2 separate regions of the Mus musculus genome follow, and region 1 is linked to region 2. The links are chromatin contacts, called in public Hi-C maps. All regions are on one chromosome and are shown on one strand. The core of a region is the stretch at or near the end of the contact, and the rest is flanking DNA. Distances in the headings are between cores, read along the strand shown. Region 1 overlaps Gata4 (GATA binding protein 4). Region 2 overlaps Gm35908 (a long non-coding RNA gene).

Region 1 (4,938 bases), core at 1,861-4,360, 130 kb before region 2:
AAGATGGAGGTAGGCTGGGAGGAGGCTGGGAAGGAACACTGGCACAGAAACCAGTGACCGGAGGAAACAGGACCAGTGCTGGACTTTGTCCACTGTGTGGGTGGCAGCATCCTTGGATAAGCTATATGTCATGCTCACATTTGCTGGGACTGTGCCCTGGAGAGAGAGCTTTCCTTCTCCCTCTGCAGAAAACACGATGCAATGGTAGATACTTGAGCCAGGTGAGGCTACTGCTCTTGACAGGAGAATCCTGGCCCTGAGGAGAAGGGACTTTGTGGGAGATGTTTAGTCACCCTTTTATTTGTTTTTTGTTTTGTTTTGTTCTCTTGTCCTTTCATGGGTGCACCATGGCACTCCTGAGGTAGTCAGAGGACAGCTTTCAGGAACTGGTTCGCTCCTACCATGTGGGCTCCAAGGATCAGGTCAGAAAGTGACTTTACTAGCTGAGCCACATCACTGGCCCCCATTTACTTGTCCTTTGAGACAGAGTCTCTTGTATGGTAGGATGTTTCAATTGAGATATAGCTTCTGGAAGCTGTCTCCACCTCCCGAGTGCTGGGATTACAGGTGTGCACCATCACGACTGGCTCCTTCCATCTATTTTGAGACGTGACTATCCAAGGAATTATTAAATGGGGGCAGGGTGGAGTAGACATCTCCCATCCTTCGCATGCTAAGAAGACTTATTGAGTTGCTTGCCCATTTAATTACTTTAAATCATGTTTGAGGAAGGAAATCTTAATATTTCTAATATAACTTATTTTTCTTAACACTACTCCAATTTTTATTTCTTGACTGAAATTTCTTTTTCTTCCTCCTGATCACTGAGCAGTTAGGTCATTTTCAGTATTTTGCCATGAAGATATTTAAAATAAATATTTTTCCTTTGGAGAATTTTCCAGGGAATTATTGGAGTCGTGGTTATGCGACGTGGTGCTCTTTCCCACAGGTACACATCCATGTTAGTTACATGTGCATGCACAGTTTTGTACACATGTGTACAGGTGTGTTCTTGCTAACCTCTCGTGCTGCGGAGATAACTCTCTTAGACCAGTATCACTGTGACTAGGGACAGAGTCCAGTCAAATCTGTATCACCCTCCTGGGTGCCCCAGGAGACACTTGGAGAAGGTTCAGATCTTTGTGGAGCCCCATGGGTCAGTGTAGATTGAGTTCATGTTGTGTGCAGAGCGCTACAGATGGAATGACCCAGAGGGCAGCAGTGTGGTGTGGGGGAGGGCAGGGTTAGGTCACTGGCCTTCCTGGGAGTGGCACTCTCAGGTCATGTGTCTTCTTCTCTAGACCTTGATTTCCTCTGAAGGTTCATGAAGATGCTCGTCCTTCACTGCTTGCTTTTAGGTCCACCTTTGCTGTAGTAGTCTCCAGGCGCCCCACCACCCGTGAGCCCACATGTGGGAAGGAGGGAGGAGCTGCAGAGCTGTCAGACAGCCAGGTGGAGGGAAGAGAGGGCACCATGGGGCAGAATCCAGCAAGGCTTTTGCTTGTTCATTCATCAGGACTCTATGGGTGCAGCCAAGCTAATGGCTGCTAACCTAAAGCCTGGAGAGCTCTGGCGTGTCACCACAGGAGACACGGTGATGGCGGGATTTACTGAACCATATTCTGAGCATCCATTGAACACCTTATCTGGGAGGGTCTGGCTGGGACAAAGGAAGTTGTGGGGTTTGTTACCATGGTACTTGCAAAGGCCCAAGCTGCAGAGCACAGTTGTCTAGGACAGAATCGTTGCTGAGGCACAAGTATTCTTCCGGGGCTTTATGGTGGATCCTGCACTCTGCATGGAAGCCTGTTCTCATCATATTCTGGAAGGTCTGCTCACAACAGTGATAGAGGCTGGGAAGCATTCTTCTAGTGGCTACACTTCAGGGCAATGACACGTAGTTGCCCCTAAAGCTTTGGAGACCAGACATGCTGGGAAGACAGCATGTTTGGGTCCTGGACTCTTCTTGGCTCTGTTGCTAACACATTCTGTTGAGAATAAGCTTCACATAACAGCCAGAAAGGGTTGGGTCAGGGCCAAAAGTCACAAGATCAGTAGTTAGCAAATGATGCCTGTTTTTCAAGCCATTTCTACAAACCATCCCTCAGTTGCTCCTTACCCTGGGCTGACCTCTAACACTGACTCAACAGTGACAGGCCAGGTAGGAGCAGGAGTAGTAGGTAGTTGAGACTGTGGGACTTTCTGAGGGAAGAACTTCTGGTTCTCAGAGGAAATAGAGTGGCAGGACCATGCCTACTTATAGTATGTGAGGCCTCTGAGTATTAGCTCTTGACAAAAAGCCGAAGATACTCTCTTTAGTCATCTGTTCTTCAACTTTCCTGTCTAATTCCCCCTCTCCCCTTCCCTCTTTTCTTTCCTTCCTGTCTTAATTAGGATTTCCATTGCTATGATGAGACACCATGATCAAGGCAACTCTTATAAAGGACAACATTTCATAGGGGCTGACTTACACATTCAGAGGATCAGTCTGTTAACATCATGGCAGGAAGCATGGTAGTGTCCAGGCCCACACAGTGCTAGAGGAGAAGCAAAGGGTTCTACATCTTGATCTGAAGGCCACAAGGAGGAGACTGGCATCCTTAGGCAGCTAGGAAGAAGCTCCCTAAGCCCACCCCCACAGCGGCACACTTCCTCCAACAAGGCCACACCTCCTAATGGCGCCCCTCACTGGGCCAAGCGTATACAAACCACCACATGTCCTCTTCACTGGGATGATGTTTTATCTCTCCCTCCCTTCTTCCCTCCTTTCCATCTAGAACATCCTTGCCCATATATGCTGTTTCAGAACCTGAGTCACGTTTTAGAGTCCCTATAGGCCTGAGGCTTGTCCCACATGGACACTGGCATTAAAGCGTCCCTGCACAGAAGTAGAGGTTAAGGAGGCCTTCACAGGGTATATGCCCAAGGCCTAGCTGTGTAACTACTTATGATCCACACTCTCTGAGTTTCTAAAATAGGTGCTTTAATCCCATTTGAGCACCATAGGAGCAGTGGCCCTCCTGGCCAGCCAGCCTCCTGTCACAGGCTTCTGCTGCCGCCTGAGAAAGCCCAGAGGGCTAAAGCTTGCTCAGCTGTTGCCAGAAAAACCCTGGGGTTTGTTTGTTTCCTATTCCCCAGATCCAGGCGCCAGCCACAGGGATAGACTGAGTGTGGCCTGTCAGGAAATCCAATGTACTAAACTTTGACTGTGTGTGAGACTGGAGTTCAGCATGGGATGTTTGGGTGGGGCTGTGGAATTCCCACTCCTGAAGCCCCCCCAAGCCCAGGGAAAAGTCCCTTGCATTCAGTTCAGGCTGTGTCTACCCTGTTCCCCTCCCACACAAAGATTCTCCTTTTTGGATTCTCTTCTCCTTCTGGCTCTTTTCCTGATAGCTAGCTACCTTGGGCATGGACATGATCACTGCATGGTGTGTCACCCCTCTTTGAATACATGGCACAGTGATGTAGGACAACAGAAGTGGAGAGAGGGTACTGAAGGCCAGATTCATGGCAGTCTGCCATATTTAATAGAATTATTTGCTTTGAGCTGTGTGTTCTCAGCTGGGTCAATGCACCTTTGGAAAGAGATTTTGCTCCAATTTTTCTCCCAAGCCTGTGTGTTCAGCACTTGCCCGGGGGGTGGGGGTGGGGGGCAGTCAGTATATAGCAGACAGAAGGTGAAGGTTTGAGCTGCAGACGTCCAGAAGAGATCACATCAAGTAGACACCCGAGCATGGAGCTAATGTCCCTCCAGCATGGGCTTTGTCTCTGACTCTGTTCTCCACCAACAGATGAAAGATGGAAGGACTCACCCACAGCAGGTTAGGGCCTGTGTGACCCTCAAAGTGCAAATTGGCAATGCGGCATCAGCTACTTGGGATTGTTTCTCAAAGGTCAAGAGACAAACCCTACTCTTCACGGTGCCCAGAAGGGTGCTGCTGGCATGACCTGGTTTTCTTCTCTTCCTCTCTCCTTTTCTCCTCCTCCTGTCCTTCTTCCGGTCCACATTTGCTTCCTGTGATTTGCCGAGCCTTATGGGTGAGTTCCACAGGATGAATAGACAGGTAGGGGTAGGTTGAGTCCCTACCTTTAATTGTATTAGCTTCAAGAAGTCAGGGCCCCATTTTCCTTCCAGGCATGTGGGTGGCTGTAACTTGCCATAGTTTCTAGGAATATCCATCCTGTGGCAATGTATTCCCATTTGAAAGAAACATGTTTAAAGTAGGGCATAGGGTGTTAAGGAGGAGTTAGGTGCCTGTCTCTGAGATTAGGAAAGAATTTCCCATTTCCTACAAACAGCAACTTTGAGAATTCCTACATATATACTGTTAACTTTTGCTTCCAATGTTCATAGCCTGCAGCTTCAAAGGAGTTAGGATATCTATGACTCTAAGTCTGGCCTCATCTATGCCTAGAGAAAGCATCAGATTTCTAAGTCTTCTCTTTCGTGTGTGTCCTCAACTTCTCCCTAGTTCCTCTGTCCCTTGCCTTCCCTGCCCCCTGCCCCTCTGCCCCAACCTCAGGATAATCCATCATCGGTATCCCACTGGGTGTTTACAGAGCACTCCACAGCCATTGTTGGACATTTTCTCTCTTGTTTGCAAAATGCTTTGCAGCTATTATTACAAGACTATCCTCTCAGAGTCTATCTCATCTCAGAGGGAGATGCTGACCCACTCTCTAGGGTCAATTCCCACTGCCCCGCCCCCCAGTGGGAGGACCAAACCTGTACTGGGGAGGGGTGGGAGTGTTAGGCAGGCTGTCACAGGCTGGAGCCACGGCTGAGCCCTCAACTTGCCCTCTGGGAAGGTACACCCTGCACTTTATGGGGTAAAGAGTAAGAAGTACTGACTTGTGGATCGTAGCTGGGGCACCCATTCTCCCCCAGAGTAAGTACTAAGTAGCAGAGATGGGCTGCATTCTTCCAGTTCCTCAGCT
Region 2 (5,359 bases), core at 223-2,722:
GAAACCCTGTCTCGAAAAACCAAAAAAAAAAAAAAAGTTGCACTAGGGGATTTTCGTCATCAATAGTGTGAACATTGGAAAGGATTAGTGTAAACACAGATGATTTTGGTTTGTTTGGGGCGGGGTGTCTTAGGAAAAGAAAAATTTTAAAATAAAAATAATTTTTGAGAAAACATGTTTAATGTGATTTAAACACTGTGGAATGTGTATACATATCAAAATATCACACATTATTTCCTTAACATGCACAATTGTATGCCTTTATGTACCAGTTAATAATTTTAACTAGGGCTGCGGAGATAGTTCAGTAGGTGAAGTGAGGATGTTGCATAGACATGAAGATTTGAGTTTGATCCCCAGGACTCAAGTGGAAAAGCTGAGTGTGATGGTGGTGATTGTAACCCCAGTCCGGGAAGGTGGAGATAAGATTCCCTGGGTGTCCCTGGCCAGCTACCTACCCACCCACTCGACCAAACTCCATCTCTCTCTCTCTCTCAGAGATACCAATTTTTAAATATATTTTATGCTGCTCTGTGAATGCAGTTCCCAAGGAGGCCAGAAGGGGGCATCAGATACCCCTGGCGTTGGAGTTGCAGATGGCTGAGAGCCATCTGACTGGGGCTTGACAACTCTTCAGTGCTGGGCAAGGGACCTAACTCCAGCCCTTAGGCAGGGTGTGGTGGTGCACACCTCTAATCTCAGAGCTCGGGAGGCGGAAGCAGTCTCTGAGTTTGAGGCCAGCCTGGGTGTACATAGTGAGTTCCAAGGCTACACAGAGAGACCCTGTGTAACCTTGTTTCTCACCTTTTTGAAACCTATGGTCTATTATTGTCATTCATTGTCACCCTACTATGACACAGTTATCAGGCACGGGGTTCTGAGAAGTTGGAGAACAGCTATGCTCAATCAAGGCCTTGTCCTCAGCCCTTCCTAACAGGCTCTATTTTATTGTTGTTGTTGTTGTTATTTGTTTGTTTGTTTGTTTCAAGACTGGGTTTCTCTGTGTAGCTCTGGCTGTTCTGGAACTTGCCCTATGGCCTAGGATAGACTTGAACTCATGAAGATCAGACTGCCTCTGCCTTCCTAGTGCTGGGATTTTAAGGTGTGTTCCACTCCCACCTCCACCTCCACCCCCATCCTGCCCCAGGCCCTACTCCGAGTTTTGACCTGTAGGTTTCCCAGCTGTGGGTCACTTTTCGCGTCTTCCTTTTCCTTTACCGGAGGTCTGTTGGGGGCAGCTAGAGTTCAGCAGCTCTCTGTAGACTCCCTTCCCCTGTATTGTTTGTTCTCTGCACACATATGCCCTTTCCTAACCAAACAGCGCGGAGTCAAAGAAAGCTGAATAGGTCTCATAACCCCGTTTCCTGGTCACAAGACAGACAGTCGTCATCCCTGCCTTGTCTGCCTCCTGGTGTCTCGCAGGACCTCTCTATGTCCGTATTTGTTTCCAGCCGGGGTCCGGATGTAGGCTGAGCTTTTTACATTGCCCCTTAGACAGTCTCCAAGTCACACCTCCAGTCTTGCAAAAGGCTTATTGGCTACAGAGCCCGCTTTTCATGCTCACAGCGCCACCAAGTGGCTTACCTGGTGGAAGAACAGTCAATTATCTGGAGCGAATAGGATCCATCCAGGAGGAGCAGTCTCCTCACAGGGATGCCAGTGTTCCTGCTAGAACACGCCAATACAGACCTCCCTGACTTTTTCCGCTGTGACTTTGGTGTTTCTCCTTTCCTGTCTCTGAAGGAATGGGGTCTGTAGATAGGGAACTTAAGAAACTCTCTCATACCATAGTCTAATGACCCTAAGTTTGTATGGACCTGCAGCACATTCCCGCGGCACAGGTGCCTGGTTTCCATATCTCACCCCACCCCCACCTGCCCATCACCTGAGCTCGGTGCTACCTGCTCCTCCACCCGCGATTGTGCCTGCTGCATCTGCACTTTCCTGACACCTCTGCCTTCATCTCCTCCCGCGACTCCACCTCATTCTTCTTCATCAGCCCCTCCTTGCTGTCTGCACTCCACACCCCCTGCCCACACACCAATTCCGGAAACTATACCTCTCCAAACTCCAGGTGTCTGGACTCCTGGGTCCTCTAGGCCCAGACTGACCCACGGCCAGACGACTTTGGGCTAGATTCCATGTGCTTATCCTGACCATCTTGCCATCTGTGGAAAGAGATAGGGTGGGAGTCCATGTTGAAAGCAAAGCCTCCTCACTCAGGGCCTGCTTTGAAGCCCCGCCCCTGCTGAGCTTGTAGATTAGGGACCCAAAGCCTCTCCTGCCTTTTGACTCCAAGGCCAAGTTTCATCTTTCCATCTTAACCCAAACTATCCTGCATCTACGGAGGAGGACTCTCCTGTCCCCCAAATACTTCCATGTTCCTCATCTTCACAATGCAGAACACATACGCCTTTGACCCAGAAACATTTCATCAGCTACTCATCCTGAAACCCACATGCACTTCTGAAGGATGAGTGATAGACCCTTTCTCTCCCTCTGCGACAGATTAGAACAGATTAAAAATAGATAAAGGCAGGTTTATTAGGAGTCAGCTCTCCTGTGGGCTCACTGATCCCACAGGCGGAGGTCAGTGAAGCCACACACCTGGCCTAAAGCAAGAGGATTTCATAGAGTTTACTCGAGGAGTGATGGCGTGCCAGCGAGGCACTTTCCTGACACCTCTGCCTTCATCTCCACCAGCGAGGCACACCATGGACAAAAACAGCCCCTGGGCGGCCACTTTTAGGTGGGTGGTCAGAAAGGAGGAGAGATGGCTTCTAAGCCTGAGTTGTTTCCCTTGCAGGCTTTCCTTGGGTGAAGAAGAGCAAACAGGGTGTCTTAGTTTGTACAGGAGATAAGCAAGGGTTCCGACCAAACAGTGGGGATGAGATCTGCTCATCACCTCCACAACTCCTAACTGTAAAGGTGATGTGGATCTACTTCCATACAAAAGAGCTTGCAGGAAAAGTAAGAATCGGTTGCTAACTCCACAAGGGAAGAACTCCGGGCTTAGAAGCAATCGCTCCTCGTTCCTGACAACCCACCCAAAAGTGCCTGTCCAGGAGACTACTCAATTTTCAATGGATACATACGTCTAGAATAAAGACTCCTTCCTATGAAATACACACACACCTACACAAACATAACCACATACACACACACACACATACACACACACACACACACACACACACACACACAGAGAGAGAGAGAGAGAGAGAGAGAGAGAGAGAGAGAGAGAAGAGAGAGAAAGAGAGACCTACACAGACATAACCACAGACATACACATACACACACACACAGACACACACACACACACACACATGAAAAAGGGAGATAAGAGTTAGTTGCTCTAGATGTCAAGGATCCTATATGTTGATTATCTTTGAAGACAGTTGTTTTCTACCTCTAATCACTGAGCTTCTAGAAGCACGAGTCCTTATGTGTTCTTCAAGTCTAGCCCACATTACTCTTCCCTGCAGGACTCTGGCTCTCACAGGCTGAAGGGACTGCCCATGCTTTTTTGCTGAGAAAACACTTTAAAAAAAATTCTTTGACAATTTCATACATGCATGCAATTTATTTAGATCATTCTCACCTCTGACTCCATGTTCATATCCCACATATCCCCTCCAATCCCCCCCCCCCCCCCCCCCCGTCAATCCAGCAAGCACTGCCTGCTGGAGTGTTGCCCTGACCTGGTACAGGTGACCATAGCTACAGTAACTTTGAGAGTGTGATGTTCACACCCGGAAGACAGAATTCCACAGACTTCATTCCAGCCCTTCAGCTCCGACATTCCCTCTGCCTCCTCTCTCACAGTGTTCCCGGAGGGAGCTGGGGTGGACTGACACAGAGGCTGAGTACTCAGGTCACTTCTCTGTATGTCGATCAGTTGTGAGTCCCTGCATTGATGCCCACTGCAGAAAATGGGCCATCTGGCCCAGGGTGAGGGCAGCACTAACCTCAGAGGATAAAGGTAACTATTCAGTGGGCAGTTGGACAACATTTCGTTGTAGTAGAAGCAATTTAAGCTTATCCCCATCTAGCTTACAAATGAATGAGACTCAGACTGTGGTTGTTTTGTTTGGCTTTGGCAATTACTGGGATCACCCCTAATCTACTCTTCTAACTGCTGGCCTGGCTGCCTCCCCAGCAGTGTACCCCAGACACTTGCTGTTTCTCCTGGCCACGTGCTCACAGTCCATCTCCCCTCATGGAGGCGTCTTCTCTCTCCTCCTTCTCCTCCTGGTCTCTCTCTTCTTCACTCCCAATCAGGTAACTTAAAACCTACCTACCTCTAATCCTGCAAATAATTGGCTATAGCCAATTATTTGCAGGATTAGAGTTTTAAATCAAGGAACTAATAGTTTTAAATCAAGGAACAAGGTTTGCATAACAAAATCTTGTAAACATGACAATTCACTCATCGGCCTAGACCTTCAGGTACAGAATTTAGCATTACAATACATAGCGACAGACCAAACCACAACATGCTTTTACCATGCTCCTTGTGGTCTGGTATTTGCTTATTGACTCATGCATATGAATTCCTACTGATTGGAACTCTGAGGTAATAGATCCTGTCTAATTGAGTTTTAGATTCCTGTTAAAGGGAAATTGTTCTGACAATTGCCTAAACCTCAGAAAACAGTTTAAGACTAGCTCCGTGAGCTATGACTATTGGAGCTCAACTCCAATTGCAACAAGGCCAAAGGGGAGCATTTATAGCCAAGGACAGGATTAGGGAGCCAATGGATTGAACATTAATAAAGAACCTGAGGGGCATGGGGTTCTGGCTGAAGGCAAGCCAAAGACTTAGAAAGAACAAGGAACAGGGAACTTAATCACATATGGAGTGGGGTGGATATCAAAATACAGGGATTGTTGTTAAACTCACCCAGCAGGATTCTTTGCCAAGACAAGGTAGGCAAAGCTGAGGGGGGACAAAGAAGGGGGCTGAGGGGACTGGTTGAAGTTGGGTCACCATGGATATGGCTGTGTAGATGCACTGATGTGAGCTTTAGGCATGGGACTGCAGAACTCCAGCACATCTTCCTCACTGCCTTTCAGGAAGTAGATCTTAGTTAGAGTGTCCTTGATGGGCTTTGCCCATTCCAAAGGAGTTGTACCTCACTCACCGTATGGCCTTCCTGTCAGAGTTCTCTAGAACAATGAAACTTTATGCAGACACATCTTCCCCTCTCCTGGTTTCTCTCCTGGGACCTGGAAACTATCAAATCCATCATTCCTTCTCCAGGCATTTGATAAGCACCAATGTATGCCAGATCCTATTATGAGTGTAAATAACCGAAGAGTGTATCCATGAACAAAGTGTAAAATCCCCCATCTGTGT

Evidence for each region. A called contact is a pair of places that touch in the nucleus more often than the background predicts.
Region 1: a contact with region 2 is called in a Hi-C map of the N1E-115 cell line, with 8 times the contacts expected there. The contact joins two enhancer-like sites. A contact is called at or near these places in 3 of 15 datasets of contacts at CTCF or cohesin (CD8 T cells, the G1E-ER4 cell line and the NIH/3T3 cell line), 47 of 484 Hi-C or Micro-C datasets (the BV-2 cell line, DN2 thymocytes, the F1.1 cell line and 30 more), 10 of 115 datasets of contacts at active chromatin or transcription factors (bone marrow-derived dendritic cells, embryonic stem cells, extraembryonic endoderm stem cells and 5 more) and 5 of 9 other capture datasets (adipose tissue, embryonic tail, embryonic trunk and 2 more).

What each region holds. Positions count from the first base shown.
Region 1 is chr14:63,208,648-63,213,585 of GRCm38.p6, reverse strand. All of the region lies in intron 2 of Gata4 (GATA binding protein 4), which reads left to right. Among named protein-coding and RNA genes, the nearest start is that of Neil2, 18 kb to the right of the region's middle. Within about 2 kb of position 3,110, at least 8 of the 459 cell types and tissues checked have an H3K27ac peak or open chromatin away from gene starts, as enhancers often do. A contact at or near this core is called in the N1E-115 cell line and liver, where this site is marked.
Region 2 is chr14:63,072,569-63,077,927 of GRCm38.p6, reverse strand. Gm35908 (a long non-coding RNA gene) reads right to left here. Exons shown (of 4, transcript XR_874690.2): 3 at 2,060-2,168; 4 at 553-1,584. Among named protein-coding and RNA genes, the nearest start is that of Gm35908, 4.4 kb to the right of the region's middle. Within about 2 kb of position 1,472, at least 53 of the 459 cell types and tissues checked have an H3K27ac peak or open chromatin away from gene starts, as enhancers often do. A contact at or near this core is called in the N1E-115 cell line and liver, where this site is marked.